Regions from separate parts of the Mus musculus genome. Here region 1 is linked to region 2. Evidence: chromatin contacts called from public promoter capture Hi-C data. All regions are on one chromosome and are shown on one strand. Each heading gives the region's core, a stretch centred on a gene start, on an enhancer-like site or on the middle of the called end of the contact. The rest is flanking DNA. Distances are from core to core; before and after follow the strand shown.

The links. Promoter capture Hi-C pulls out the DNA fragments that hold promoters and counts their contacts.
Region 1: a contact with region 2 is called in a promoter capture Hi-C map of neural stem cells. The contact joins the enhancer-like site here to the promoter of Med24 in region 2. A contact is called at or near these places in 4 of 39 promoter capture datasets (the C10 cell line, liver, neural stem cells and 1 more), 5 of 484 Hi-C or Micro-C datasets (embryonic stem cells, nephron progenitors and trophoblast stem cells), 5 of 115 datasets of contacts at active chromatin or transcription factors (double positive thymocytes, embryonic stem cells, extraembryonic endoderm stem cells and 1 more) and 3 of 9 other capture datasets (adipose tissue, liver and pancreatic islet).

What each region holds. Positions count from the first base shown.
Region 1 is chr11:98,946,325-98,953,485 of GRCm38.p6, forward strand. Rara (retinoic acid receptor, alpha) reads left to right here. Exons shown (of 9, transcript NM_009024.2): 2 at 3,921-4,471. The coding sequence starts at 4,294. Gm22061 (a small nuclear RNA gene) reads left to right here and starts at 120; the gene lies at 120-226. Within about 2 kb of position 5,312, at least 165 of the 459 cell types and tissues checked have an H3K27ac peak or open chromatin away from gene starts, as enhancers often do. A contact at or near this core is called in adipose tissue, liver and neural stem cells, where this site is marked.
Region 2 is chr11:98,726,743-98,733,791 of GRCm38.p6, forward strand. It overlaps Med24 (mediator complex subunit 24), which reads right to left and starts at 2,677. Exons shown (of 26, transcript NM_011869.3): 1 at 2,630-2,677; 2 at 2,043-2,245; 3 at 1,873-1,955. The coding sequence starts at 2,172. It also overlaps the pseudogene Gm31252.

The DNA.
Region 1 (7,161 bases), core at 4,062-6,561, 220 kb after region 2:
TCCTAATATGAGAAGTAGGTCCAGGGGCAGTGTAGGCTGTGTGGAGGTCAGAAACAAAACATGGACTTCGGGAGACTGTACGGTGACAGTTGTATATCTCCTCAATAGTGTGTACAGCCGTGCTCTCTTCGGCAGCACATATACTAAAATTGGAACAATACAGAGGAGATTAGCATGGCCCCTGCACAAGGATGACACGCAAATTCGTGAAGCGTTCCATATTTTTTGCAACCCTATAGGTGGAACAACAATATGAACTAACCAGTACCCCCAGGGCTCGTGTCTCTAGCTGCATATGTAGCAGAAGGTGGCCTGGTCGGCCATCATTGGGAAGAGAGGCCCTTTGGTCTAGCAAACTTTCTTTTTTTTTTTTTTAAAGATTTATTTATTATTATATGTAAGTACATTGTAGCTGTCTTCAGACACACCAGAAAAGGGAGTCAGATCTTGTTACGGATGGTTATGAGCCACCATGTGGTTGCTGGGATTTGAACTCTGGACCTTCGGAAGAGCAGTCGGGTGCTCTTACCCACTGAGCCATCTCACCAGCCCTCTAGCAAACTTTCTATGCCCCAGTACAGGGGAACGCCAGGGCCAAGAAGTGGGAGTGAGTGGGTAGGGGAGCAGGGCAGGGGGAGGGTATAGTGGACTTTCGGGATAGCATTTGAAATGTAATGAAGAAAATATCTAATAAAAAAATGTGGAGGGGAGGAAGCGTGTATGTACAGCCCCATACACACAAGTTGTGTGCTTGGGCCCAGGTATGGAGAGATGCTATCCCCGTGTTGCCTCTGCTCACATGCTTGCCTGGACACAGACTGGGGCAGCCCGAGTGCTCTTGCAGACCTAGATGCTTTCTATTGGCCTGCATGTATGAGTTTCTGCGAGTGTGTGCCGTAGCTGTCCAAGGATCCAGGCGTAGACACTGGCTTATGGGGTCAGCCAGCCTTCCTCCTTATGCCTGGCTCTTCAGCTCATGTTCCTGTTGAAGAGCATCTCATAAGAGACTGGGGTCAGAGGCCTCTGGCTCTCTAGGTACCCCCTCCCCCTCCCCCTTCCCCTGCTTCTCTGACATGAGACCTCAGCCTGTGAAGGGAAGGAGATACCTCATTCAGGATTGAGGCCCAGTGGTTGGTGTGATGAATTCCAATAGAGATCCCTTTAACTTAGATTTCACTCCAGAGGCAGCTGTTGCTTCTACTACCTGCTGGCCACCACCTGTCCCCTTTCTCCCTGTCTTCCTCAGTTGACAGAGAAGACACAGGCTGGGACAGTCAACAGAGGACACAGTGGCCTTGGCAAGAACTCCCCCATCCTCAACTTGGTCTCCAGCCAAATGCTGGTTATATATGCATCCCCCAGTCTCCAGGCTTAAGCCCGGAGCTTGGAGCTTGGAACCTGGTATGTCCCAAATTTGCGGTATAGGGATGGAGGGAGAGTGTTGGAAAGGGACAATTCTTTAAGTGCCCACCCCCTCTTCCCTAAGAGCTTTGCTGTGATATTAACTCACTAAAGCATACAGTCTTAAGTCCAGCATGGCTGGTATAATTTCAGTGCCCTGGAGGCTGAGGCAGAGGGATTGCAAACTCAGTGTCAGCCTGAATGATTTAGTATCAGGAGACCTTTCTCAAAAAGAAGCCAGAAAGACAAACAGCGTACAGCTGCGAGGGTTTCCTGCACTCAGAGCCGTGCAGCCACTATCGATTTTTAGACGTTTCTACCACCCCTCCCCTACCACGAGCAGTTACTTCTCATTTCCCTCACATTCACACCCCAGTTCCTAGTAACCACAAATCTATGCAGGCAGATCTGCTTCTCCTGGGCATTCTTAGAAGTCGAGTCATACAACATACGGTCTTCGGGAACCGTGTTCTTCTCAGGGCTGGGGCATGTTACTGTGTCAGCGCCGTGTTCTCTCGTGTGTTCTCTCTCTCTCTCTCACAGAAAGAGTCTAGTGCATTGGGTATCTGACATTTTGTTATCTGTTTCCCACTGATAGACCTTTGGGTTGGTTTCACTGCCCGGTCATGATTGGCACTCCCGCTCTGAACATTCACACACACACACATTCTTGTGCTCAACTGCCAGTCTTGTTTCCTGGGTAGATAGCAAAGGGTGGACTTGCTCTGTGCCCTAGCGCCATGTTTAGCGTTTTTGGGGAACTGCCCAGCTGCTCCACAGATCAGTGGTAGTGTTTGGCACTTCCTCCAGCAGTGTGCGAATTCATTTCTACATATGCCTTCCCAACCAGTACTTCCTACCTGGTTTGTATGCGTGCACAAGGGCATGCGTGTATGTGTGGAGACCAGACACTGGTACTGGGTGCCTTTCCTTCTCAGTAGCTCTCCATCTTAATTTTTGAGATAGTGTCTCGGAGCAAACCTGGAGCTCACCGATTGAGTTAGGCTGGCTGGCCGGCCAACCTCGGGGATCCTCCTGGCCTTGACTCTCCAGCACTGAGATTACTGCTGTGTGCCACTGTGCCCCCGTTTTTCCAGGGTTGCTGGGTATCCAAAATTAGGCCCCGTTATTTTTGTAGCAAGTTGTTTACCAACAGAACCAAATCCCTAGTGTCTGTTAGCTGGCCAGTCACAGTCAGCCTAGTGTGTAGACATTCAAGAGCATTCTTTTTTTTTGGGGGGGGGGTTGGAGGGGTTCTTTCGAGACAGGGTTTCTCTGTGTAGCCCTGGCTGTCCTGGAACTCACTCTGCAGACCAGGCTGGCCTGGAACTCAGAAATCCACCTGCCTCTGCCTCCCAAGTGCTGGGAATAAAGGCCTGTGAGAACATTCTTGGGAACAGCACCTGGCAGGAGAACAGAAGGAAGGAAGAGCTGGCTTTGATTGGCTGTGATTACTTTTGTGTTTCCTCTGTCTGTCCGTCCATCCATCCATCCATCCATCCACCTGTCTATCCATCCCCCCACCGACACACATACACAGGTGCCTGTACATGGTATGTCTTTAGGTCTAATCTGTACTCAAACAGGATTGGAATATCCTTAGCTCTCTCTCTTTTTCCCCCTCTGCTCTGCGTCTGCCTATCTGGCTGTGTCAGGGAAGCTGTAGGTCACAGCTGTGAACCTATGCCAAGGTGTTCTCTCTCGCCCGCCCCCATGTATGTATGCCCCGCTGGCTTCAGCTGCTCATAGGGTGTGAGTCTGTGTATACCCTGGTGAGGGGAGCGGCTGGTCCTGCATCTCCTGTCCACCTACCAGCCCCCATCCTGTGTGTTGCCCTTGCAGATGGATGGAAGTCCGATGAAATCTGAACTTAAGTCTCTCTTGCTGGGGACTTCTATCCTGGGCAAGCCTTGTCTTCCTGACATAGGCCTTCCCAGGGCCACCTGTACTGTTCTGTATTGGAGACGTTGCCTAGGAGACCTGGAGGTCCACTTCCCTGAGTGCATGGAACTCATGGGAGGGACAGACTAATCTGGGATGCTAGGTTTAGGGGGAGGGAAGTGGTGTAAGAGAGGGCCCCCCTCTAGCTTAGGAGTCATTTTTCTGAGAAGTGCCACTGCTTTAGGGAAGCGGCTTCCCCCCCTCCCTGCCAGCACGCGTTCCTCTGTTTCTTGACCTCAGGTAACCCGCACTGGGGGAAGGAGAGCCAGCTGCCTGCTTCAGCTGCAGGGATCTTTTGGGGTCACACTGTGGACCCTTTCCCAAGCATTCTGGGTGAGAGGCCATCCAGTACTCTGGGTCCTGTCCCCATATCCCCAGCCTGGCTGTTCTGTCCTGCCATCCCCAGCAGTGTCTGGGCCCTGGTCCTAGGCTGGCCCTGCCATCCAGGCATGGTGCCAGGTGTCTGCTCAGCTGGGTGCCACAGGAAAATCTCTGGCCGCCCAGGTTGGGGAGCACCGTGGGGAATCCCCGTGTGCCCGCTCAGTGCCCACTTACCTGTGTCTTTCCTGTTTCTGCAGCACCACAGGACATGCCTCCCCCCAGCCACCTACCTGGGGCCCTTCTGGGAGTGGCATCCTCTTTGATACCCTGAAGACCAGCTCTGGACCTTCCTACAAAAGTGTCTCCCAGGACCGCTTAACCAAAGGACGGATTCTTGGGACATCCCCCAATCCACCTGGCCCCTCCGGCTAGGGAGGGGGACCCAGAAGACTAAAGTTGACTAACTTGGGACTTGCAGCTCCAGGGACAGAAGGGGGTGGGGGTGGGCTGACCACCCAACCCCCCCTCTGGGCCCCCCGGCCCCATGCCCCGAGGAAGAGGGACTGCGTGAAGGCCATCACAACTACCTGCCAGACTGTTTGCCTGCTCTTCTGACTGTGGCTGCTTGGCATGGCCAGCAATAGCAGTTCCTGCCCAACACCTGGGGGCGGGCACCTCAATGGGTACCCAGTACCCCCCTACGCCTTCTTCTTTCCCCCTATGCTGGGTGGACTCTCCCCACCCGGCGCTCTCACCAGCCTCCAGCACCAGCTTCCAGTCAGTGGTTACAGCACACCGTCCCCAGCCAGTAAGTCTGTGTGGGGAGGCTTGAGGGAAGGGAGTGTGGCGGGTGGCTGGCCTCTGGATTTGGGTTCCTGGACACATCTGTTCCACTGGAGGACCCGATGAGTGGCAAGGTCTTTTCTAGACCAGGGTGACCATTGTGTGGTGGTGGGTGGGGTTGGGACCTGAAGATGGTCCGTTTGATACTGGGGGTTAGAGGGGAGGTGAGACCATTTTGTTTCTTCCTATGTTGTCCCCCTTTGTCTCTGTGTCCCTGGTGCTATGCTATTGAGTGCCTTATAAATAGCTCTGAGTAGGAATGGATGCAGAGGCTGAGGTGGATAAACAAACCTCTCAACGTTTGGTGGAAATGACAGCCCTACACAGTGAGAATGAACCCCCCCCTCCATCCCCCCTCCAGTACTCTGAGGGAAAGGGCTTCAAGAGACAGTCCAGGGCAGCTCAGCACAGCTGGAGCCCTTGCCCTCCCCTTGCCAACTCCCCCGCCCCAGAAGGACAGGGAGGGACTCCATGGGGGCTTTCTGCCTGGACTCTGGCCTTGGACACATGCACAGGCTTGGCAGGGTGTTTTCTACCTCTCCTCTCTGCCATGAGGGTCACTCGTTGGCTGGGCGGGGGTCTCAGTGCCCTTCCCTGGCTGGCCAAGCCAGGTAGTGGGAGGTGGCGGTGGCTATAGCCAGCTGGCAAAGTCCAGGCTTGGGGCCTGCCAGGCCGCTTACAGTAACTCTGGCCCCCAGGGCCCAGCTGGGCTCCAGGCCAGAGCCTTAGAGGAGGGATCTGGGCCTGGCCTGGGGCTGGAGGGAGTGGAAGCGGCAGAGTCGGCCATGGCTGGCTGGCCGGCCGGCTGGTCAGCTGCTGACCTGGGAAACGTGTCCTACCTCTCCTGGTTGGCAGGGACAAGAGCACCCTGCCTGGCACCCACTGCCCCTCCCATTGGCAAGCTGTCTGGCACCACTGCCCTGTGTGCCCGGCTGGGCTGGGTCAGTGCCCCCTTCTTGGTGTGGGGGCCGCGCTCTCTCCCCGGAGCCAGGGAGTCTCTTTGTCCCTGGGGCAGGCTCTGGCTGGGCGCCTCACTGCCCACAACTGGATGTCTGCCCACAGCCACCATTGCTTCCTGGATCGCTGCCTATGGCTTTGTCGCAGCCCCCTCCCTTCCAGGCCTCACCAGCCTTCAGGAGCAGGTAGTCTATGCCTGTGAGCCTTTACACCCTAGGGTTAGGGAGTGGACAAGTGCTACCTCAGTTTCCTCTTTTTTAAAAAAAAAAAAAAGAAGAAGATATATTTCATTTATATGAGTACACTGTAGCTGTCTTCAGACACACCAGAAGAGGGCATCGGATCCCATTACAGATGGTTGTGAGCCACCATGTGTTTGCTGGGAATTGAACTCAGGACCTCTGGAAGAGCAAGCAGTCAGTGCTCTTAACCACTGAGAGGTCTCTCTAGCCCTACCTCAGGGTCCCTAAGCCTCCACTTTTTAATTCTGCCTTTTATTCTCTCCACCTTACTCAGCAGAGTCTGAGACCCCCTACTGTGTTCTGGTTTTTTTTTTTTTTTTTTCCTAGTCTGTGCTAATAAGGAGATCAAGCTCTGGGGCTCAGAGTTGCTGGGGGTATGGGGGGAAACCTATGTAAAAATACTCCCTGCATTTGAGCTTCCATCTCAAACATCCCAGGAGCTGGAAGAATTGTGCTTTCTTTCAGGGTGGAGTTTTTAAGACAGAAAGGAAAGCGGGTGGTGGCGGCGGATGCCTTTCACCCAAGAGGCAGAGGCAGGTGGAGTTCTGAGTTCGAGGCCAGCCTGGTCTACAAAGCAAGTTCCAGGACTGCCAAAGCTACACAGAGAAACCCTGTCTTGGGGAAAAAAAAAAGAACAAAACAAACCAAAGAGGAAGGAGGAGAGAGGAGAGGAGTTGGGGAGTCCTGGACGCCAGTGCCACCAAGGACCACTTATGCTTGCCCCGTGATGTCACAGGGGCCTGGACACATGAACCTGACTAGATGGAAGGTTGCAGGGGGATTTAGGATCTGGCCCCTGTGAGAGGAAAAGCCCTCCCCCTGAGTGTTGCAAGCTCCTTCCTCTTTCTTAGAGGTGGGTGGGGTGAACCCCTACCCTGGTAACCTACTCCTAGGGTGGGGTGCCCGGATTTTGGGCTAATGGCAGCCTTCTTTGGCTTTCTCCACCCAGGTTAGGCAATGCCCTCTTCCTGCCTCTGTGAGTCTGTGGGTTTCCCACCCATCCCCCTCTCCTAGTAAACAACAACAGTTCTCTTCCTCCCTACTCCCCTGCCTCTGAGCACCTTCTAGGACCAGGGACCAGAGGCCTTGGCTCTGAGACCACCCCCTCCTACAGTGCTCCTGGTACCTGGAAAACAACTAAAAGTTTTTGCAGCTTTAGTCTCCCCTAGCCCTTGGGTCTAGAAGGTGTCAGGTAGTTCCTGGAGGGGGGTGTGTGGAGTGGCTTGCAGCAGTGATGCTATGTCCTGGTGATCTTCCAGGCTCCCCCCCCCCCAACCCCCCCCCCCCCCCCCCGCTCCAATCCCACGTCTGTGGAGATGGCCTCCCCTTCCTGGGCCTCTTGCAAGGTTGCACCTCAGGTGTGTTGTATGTACTCTGCAGGTGACCTGTGGGAGGGCCAAGGCCCCTCCAGGTCACGGTGGGGAGAGCTAGGTATTGTCCTACTGGGAGTCTCCTA
Region 2 (7,049 bases), core at 1,427-3,926:
CACCAGGGCGGGGAATCTCACTCTTCGTGTAGCTGTCTGGTGGGTGTTCCCAACCCATCCCACCCCTGCTCTCTGCACCCCCTCCCCACTTCCTCCCCCTGAGCCTCCCTCGGGCACCTGTTACTTCTGGAGCCGAGTAATCCAGGAGGTTCCCCACCCTGTGGCTGAGAACTGGACTGTGACAAGGTCTGTGTGTGTGAGAGAGAGAGAGTGAATGAGAGCGAACACGTTTGCTGGGTGTGACCATGCTACCACTCAATAAAGTTGCCCTGTGTGTGTGTGGGGGGGGGGGGGAGTAGCCCAAGAGAGACCAAGGGATTTGAATGTAACAGCATAAAGTCATCTGTGATGCAGCTCATGTTACCTGTTACAGTTTAGTAGAGTAACAAAGAATAAACCCAGGGGTGGTGGCGCACACCTTTAATCCCAGCTCTTAGAAGCAGAGGCAGATGGATCTGTCAGTTTGAGGCCAACCTGATCTACATAGTGAGTTTCAGGACATCCAGAGCTACACAGAGACAGCTTGGAGACAGGGTTTCTCTATAGCATTGCAACATCATAAACAAACAAACAAACAAACAAACAAACAAAAACAGTACCTTGTCCATGCTAGGCAAGCACACTACTAACAGAGCTCCATCCCTATCTCTGGGTAAGTGTACCTTAAATTTCTGTCTCGATGCCTATGATATCACATATGTGATATAATAAACAGAAGTGCTGGGTAGTGTTCAGCTCTGTTGCACCAATGCCAAATATCCTTCAGGTTTTTTGTGGTGCCGGGGATCAAATCCAGGGCCTTGTCCCTGCTAAGCAAACACTTTACCAATGAACTGTATCTGCAGCCCTCACTTTCAGTAGTGGATAACTTATAATTTGTCCAGCCCAGCCTGTGTAGAATTATAATTTCCTCTCTCTGCTCTTCATTCTCATTCATCTGTGTGGCTAACTTCTACTCACCATAGAGACCTTGGTTTAAACATCACTTCCTTTAGAAAGCCTTCTGTGATTGCTCAGGCAGGACTAGGCATCACTTCCATATCCTCTCTTCATTTCTATACTCTGCCCTAATCATACCATAAACCCCATCGCTCAACGATTAGCGATAGTCTGCATTGCCTTCAACTTCCCTTGTGTACTGGGATCAAATCCCCAGGACTTACCATTGTGTGACAAACATTAACATTTGCAAACACCCAGAGAGGGATTATAATAGCTCAAAGGTAGAACACTTGCCTAGCATCTGCAGGTCCTAGGTTTGATTATCAACACCCACCCACCCCCAAATCAATTGTGGGAGGCGGTAGCAGAAAAATCAGGAATTCAAGTCCATTCTGGGCTACATAAAACACTGTCTCAAAAACAGAAACAAGGATCTGGCAAAGAGGCTCAGCAGGTGAAGGTGTTTGGCGTGCTAATATGAGTTCAAATCCCCAGAAAGGTGGGAAGAACTCTACAAACTCTACAAAAGTATCGTTTTTGTTTTTTTTTTGGTTTTTCCAGACAGGATTTCTCTGTATAGTCCTGGCTGTCCTGGAACTCACGTTGTAGACCAGGTTGGCCTCGAACTCAGAAATCCGCCTGCACCTGCCTCCCCAGTGCTGGGATTAAAGGCGTGTGCCACCACGCCTGGCTACAAAAGTATCTTACCTCCACAAGCATTCTGCGATGTGCATGCCCTCCCCGCCCATAAGTACATGTAGTTTTTTTTTTAAGTTTTACTTGTAAATGTATATGGAGAGAGTAAATAAATGTAATATTCATTCATTACAACAAATGGAGTGTTATTTTTGCAATAAATTAAGCCTAAATGGACAACTGTCAGTTCTCCAGGTGTTTCACCTCCAAAAGCCAAGAGTCGGGAATCTTTACCTGGGAACTAATGGCGTACTTCAGGTACGACAGGATCAGAGGATTGGGGGAAGGCCCAATCATAGCCTGCTCCAGGAGCGCTTCTGCAAGGAAAATTAAAGTAAGGCTGAGTGTTTACAGCTTTTCTGAGGACACCCCTCCCATCCTTCTTTGCCCATTTTACTTGAGACCTGCTAGGTTGAGAATGTCCCAGGTGGCTCCTTTGGGGAAGAATTTTTTCATGTTGATTGCCCATTGGTAGTCACTCCATCGCTCTTTCCAGGCTTGCAAAATGGCCTGCTTCAGGTTCACCACCTTCATGATGTCACTCCAAGGAGGCGAGATGAGTGACAAGGTGGGAGTTTAAAAACGGAGCCAGATGAGAACTGGAGTTCTGAGGGAAAGAACAAGGGAGACATAAATAGAACGGAAATTCGAGAAGGTTTAAGCAAAACAAACAAACAAACAGAAAAATAAACAGAGAGGAAAAAAACTAGGCAGAGTAGAAGGCGTCAAGTTAGCGGCTCTGTCACCTTCTCGGTTTCTGAACAACCGTTTCTCGAATTGGGACAGAAAGTGTCAACAAAGCCCTGAAGCGAGCAGGAAAGGGTTAAGCCCGCTCCGGTTGTCTAATTATGCCCTTCGCTCTAGCTGCGTTCCTCACCACTTCCACCCCAAACCCAGATCTACCCTCTCCCCATTGCCTCTACCTTCCTCGGCCCTGAAGTTGTAATTCCTTCTTTTCCTACATCTACCATCTCCCCAAATTTAAGCCTACCATACAAACCGGTTGTACATCGTAGGCAGCGCCATCTTGACACCTACTAAGGAAATCATTTACCATTGGCCGGCGGCAACACACACCAACCAATAGAAACGTAGCAAGAGGCGAGTCCTGCCACAATACCTTCTGGGAATTGTAGTTCTTTGTCTAAGACTTGTCTAAGCTGCCAAACAGGCAGAAGGATTAATCTAATTGGTTCTGGTGGTTTTTATCTGAGATAATCCGAAGAGCTGAGGTACGCTGGTACCCAGAGTCTCAGGGTCTATGGAGAAACCAACTCTCTGTCTCCCAGTGATGTTGCCATCTATCCCTACCTTCAATCATTCTGATACTGTGGCTATTTCCCAGAAACGAGGCATAACAGTGAATTCTAGCCTGGCTTCTGTTTTGGCTTCTAACCTGGCTTCTATTTGGGTTTTGGCCTTTGTTCTCGAAAGCCCCTGTAGGCACTAGAGCTCTCATTTTCATATTTCTATTCCAAAAGAGACACTGAAGTGTGGGTAGCAGCACACATACCATCATTTTAACCCCAAATCTGACAATTCTCCCAGAATTCACTGATCCTGAATACTGTTTGGATACAAAAGGAAATAAGGAGAAAACAGAAGCTGAGCATGGCACCACGCCCTTAGTGCCAGCACTCAGAAGGCAGAGGCAGCTGGGTCTCTGAGTTTAAGCCTGGTCTACAGAGTGAGTTCCAGGACAGCCAGGAGGACTACACAGAGAAACTCTGTCTAAAAAACACAAAACACAAAAACAAAAACAAAGAAACAAAACAAACAAACAAACAAAACAGAGGAAATATGGGTTAAGATTATTGGGTGTCTCAAAAACTGTTTAAGAAGGCCTCGGGGGCTGGTGAGATGGCTCAGTGGGTAAGAGCACCCGACTGCTCTTCCGAAGGTCCGAAGTTCAAATCCCAGCAACCACATGGTGGCTCACAACCATCCGTAATGAGATCTGACTCCCTCTTCTGGAGTGTCTGAAGACAGCTACAGTGTCCTTACATATAATAATAAATAAATCTAAAAAAAAAAAAAAAAAAGAAGGCCTCGGGATCAAATGTGGTATTGTGGCTAAGACCATTCTGCACATTTGGAGGCAGAGCTTTATCACCCCTCTTTTTCTTGGCTCCCAATCTCATATCCCAAGGAGATAGGTCAGCCTGTTTCTTCAAATTCTGTCTATATTCCCCAACCCATTCCTCTTCTGTCCCACATTCCTCTTTGTACAGCTATGAAAGCACTCTACACTGAACTACAGCCCCCTCCCTGAGCTACCTTTTGACTGAGAATCAGGATAAATATTGAGAAAACAGTCCACATGGGCTCTAAAACTGGCCTTGTAGACATGTAGGAGACTAATAGGATCCTGGGTACCTGGAGCACGCTATGAACAGGGAGAGTATAGCTGGAGTACGGCCAAATCACATCCTTCTAAGATGGGTACTGCCTATGGTCTTCCTCCATCTCTCTCTACACACACACACCCATTTTTATTCTGCTCTTTTGTGCCTTCCCAGGGGATACTATTCGAGAATGGTATTTATACAAAATAGCTGCCAAGAATGTGGAGCCAAATCTTCCAAAGCAGGAAGGAAGGAGTTCTCAGACTCCTGATTCATAACCTTCAGACTCCCCCTCCAAACAGACCTGCACTCCATACTGCCACATTTGCCCGTGGTGAGCCCCCTACTCCTTTCCTGTTACACAGCCCAATACCCTACCACCACCATCACCATCATAAATTGTTTCTGGATACAGCTGCTCTTTCCCTACCCCTCAGAGCTCAAACGGCCCCTCTTGGAAACAGGCTGTCAATTCTGTGAGTGCTCCTTATTGAATTAGTGAGTGTTGGTCCACCCATATGGGAGGGGGTGGAGATATTTAGGCCTGGGGATGGTTAGACTCAGAGCTCAAATCCTTCCCTCTGGCACAAATCCTGGCAGATTTCTGAGAGGGAGGGTGCCCCGCCTCCACCCTTCCTAATGCTGAGAGGCAGCAGCTTTTGGTATTGAGCCATCTGCCTTCCCTGGTCCCCGACTCCTCACCAGCCGCCCAGGCTTCAGGCTTGGCAGAGTTTCCTCAAGGACTCAACTGTATGTACAAGGACTACCTCAGCCTCTGGGCAAGGACCATCACCGAATTCTCTACTTTGACCTTCCTGCTTCTCTGGTCTGCAAATATCAGAGCTGCTAGCCTTTCTCTAACCCGCCTCCTTCTCCCTCCTGGGAACCCTTTTAAGCTCTCTGATTTACCTACCACACACGAAAGACTTTATGATAATGCTCCCAAGAATGAGAGAAAAGATGCTATGTTCCCTTTGGGGTGTATGCAACATGCCTCCCCCTCCTCTCAAGCTCCCCCACCTGCCTCGACTTACTCCACTGTCTCTAGCTGTTCCTCAGAAGCTGGGCTCCCACTTCCTAGTTCTGGGCCCCAGTATCTTTACCATTTATTAATTTATTTTATTATTTATGTGTAGTGTGTGTGCGTGTATGATCATGAGTGTGTGTATGGGTGTGCATGTATGTGCATATGCACACGTGCAAGCCAGAGATTGACTCCTGTTATCCTTAATTGTTCTCTACCCAATTTTTTGAGACAGAGTCTGCTTCTGAACTTGGAGGTCACCGCATTGATTTGACTAGATAGCTGGCCAGTGGGCTCTGGGGATCCACCTGATTCCACCACTACCACTCCCCCAGCACTGGGCTTATAGATGTGAGCTGCTACTTATGGGTACTGCTCAGGTTCTTGTAAGCAAGCACTTTACTGACTGAGCCATCTTCCTATCTCCCCTCCCTTTTGGCGACAAGATTTCTCTGTGTAGTCCTGGCTGTCCTGAAGCTCACTCTGTAGATCAGGCTATCCTTGAACTCAGAAATTCACCTGCCTCTGCCTCCCTAGTACTGGGATTAAAGGCATGCACCACCTCAGGGCTTCTATCCTTTAAAAAAATTCTTTTTTGAAACATTGTATAGCTCAAGCTAGTCTGAAACTTGCAGTGTAGCAGGTTAGCTTCAAACTCTTGCCTCCCCAGGCAGTGGCAACAGATTTCTGGTAGCACTTGGGAGGCAAAGTCTGGTGGATTTCTGAGTTCCAGGCCAGCCTGGTCTACAGAGTGAGTTCCAGGACAGCCAAGACTACACAGAAACCCTGTCTCAAAAAAACAAAAACAAAACAAACAAACAAAACAAAAAAACAAAAAACAAACTCTTGCTTCAGCTTCCTTGGTAATAGAATTATAGGCTTGCATTACCACACTAAGCAACATCTTCAACATAGTGGATGGTCTAGCTGGAGAAGGAGAGTAGCTGGAGAGGATGAGTAGCTGAAGAAGAGGAGTAGCTGGAGAAGAGGAGCACAGAGAAGCCAACAGGTTAAGTGACATGGAAACATCTGGAGCCACTGAATAAATAAAGTATTCTGCCCTTAGAGCAAGAAGCTGCAAGAAACAGGGCTTGGGGAGCCAAAGAGAGAGCTTGTAGTTAAGAGGACTTGTTGCTCTTATAGAGGGGCCAAGAGATTCAGTTCCCAACACCAATATGGTGACTCATAACTCCACTTCCAAGGAATAAAATCCCTCTTCTGACTTCAAAACGCAACACATGCACACATGCATACACATGCAGGCAAACCACACATTATTAAAAAAAAAAAAAAACTTTAAAAAGGAACAGGGTTGGGCTGGAGAGATGGCTCATCTGCTAAGAGCACTGACTACTCTTCCGAAGGTCCTGAGTTCAAATCCCAGCAACCACATGGTGGCTCACAACCATCCATAATGAGATCTGATGCCCTCTTCTGGGTTGTCTGAAGACAGCTACAGTGTACTTACATACAATAAATAAATAAATCTCTTTTTTTTTTCAAAAAAAGGAACAGGATAATCAAGGTGGAATGAATGTTCCCAACAACAACAACAAAGGGTAAAAAAAAAGTACCAAGAGCTCAGACCCAAAAAATAAAAATCCAGAAACAGTAAAATCACTTAGAAGCATACAAGGCCCAGAGAATTTCAGATTCCTTTTTTTTTTTTTTTTCCAGAAGGAAACTTGAGTCTTTCTCTCTCCTGTGTGGAACATTTTCCTCCGGAGGCTTCGCTGACTTCTCATCCACGAGCTCCTGGTGTGAGGAAAGAAAGCCTTTCTACACAGTCGCACACATAACTGCCCAGTAGTTCCCAAATTGGAATCCCTGCTTTCAAAGGCTGGAGAGACTAGATGGCTCAGTGGTTATGGGCACTGACTGCTCTTCTAAAGAACCCGGGTTCAATTCCCAGGACCCATATGGCAGCTTACAACTGTCAGTAACTCCAGTTTCAGGGGATCCATCATCCTCTTCTGGGCTCTGAGAGGCCCACACGCAAGTGATACATAGAGACACATGCAGCAAAACAACCATACTAGTGG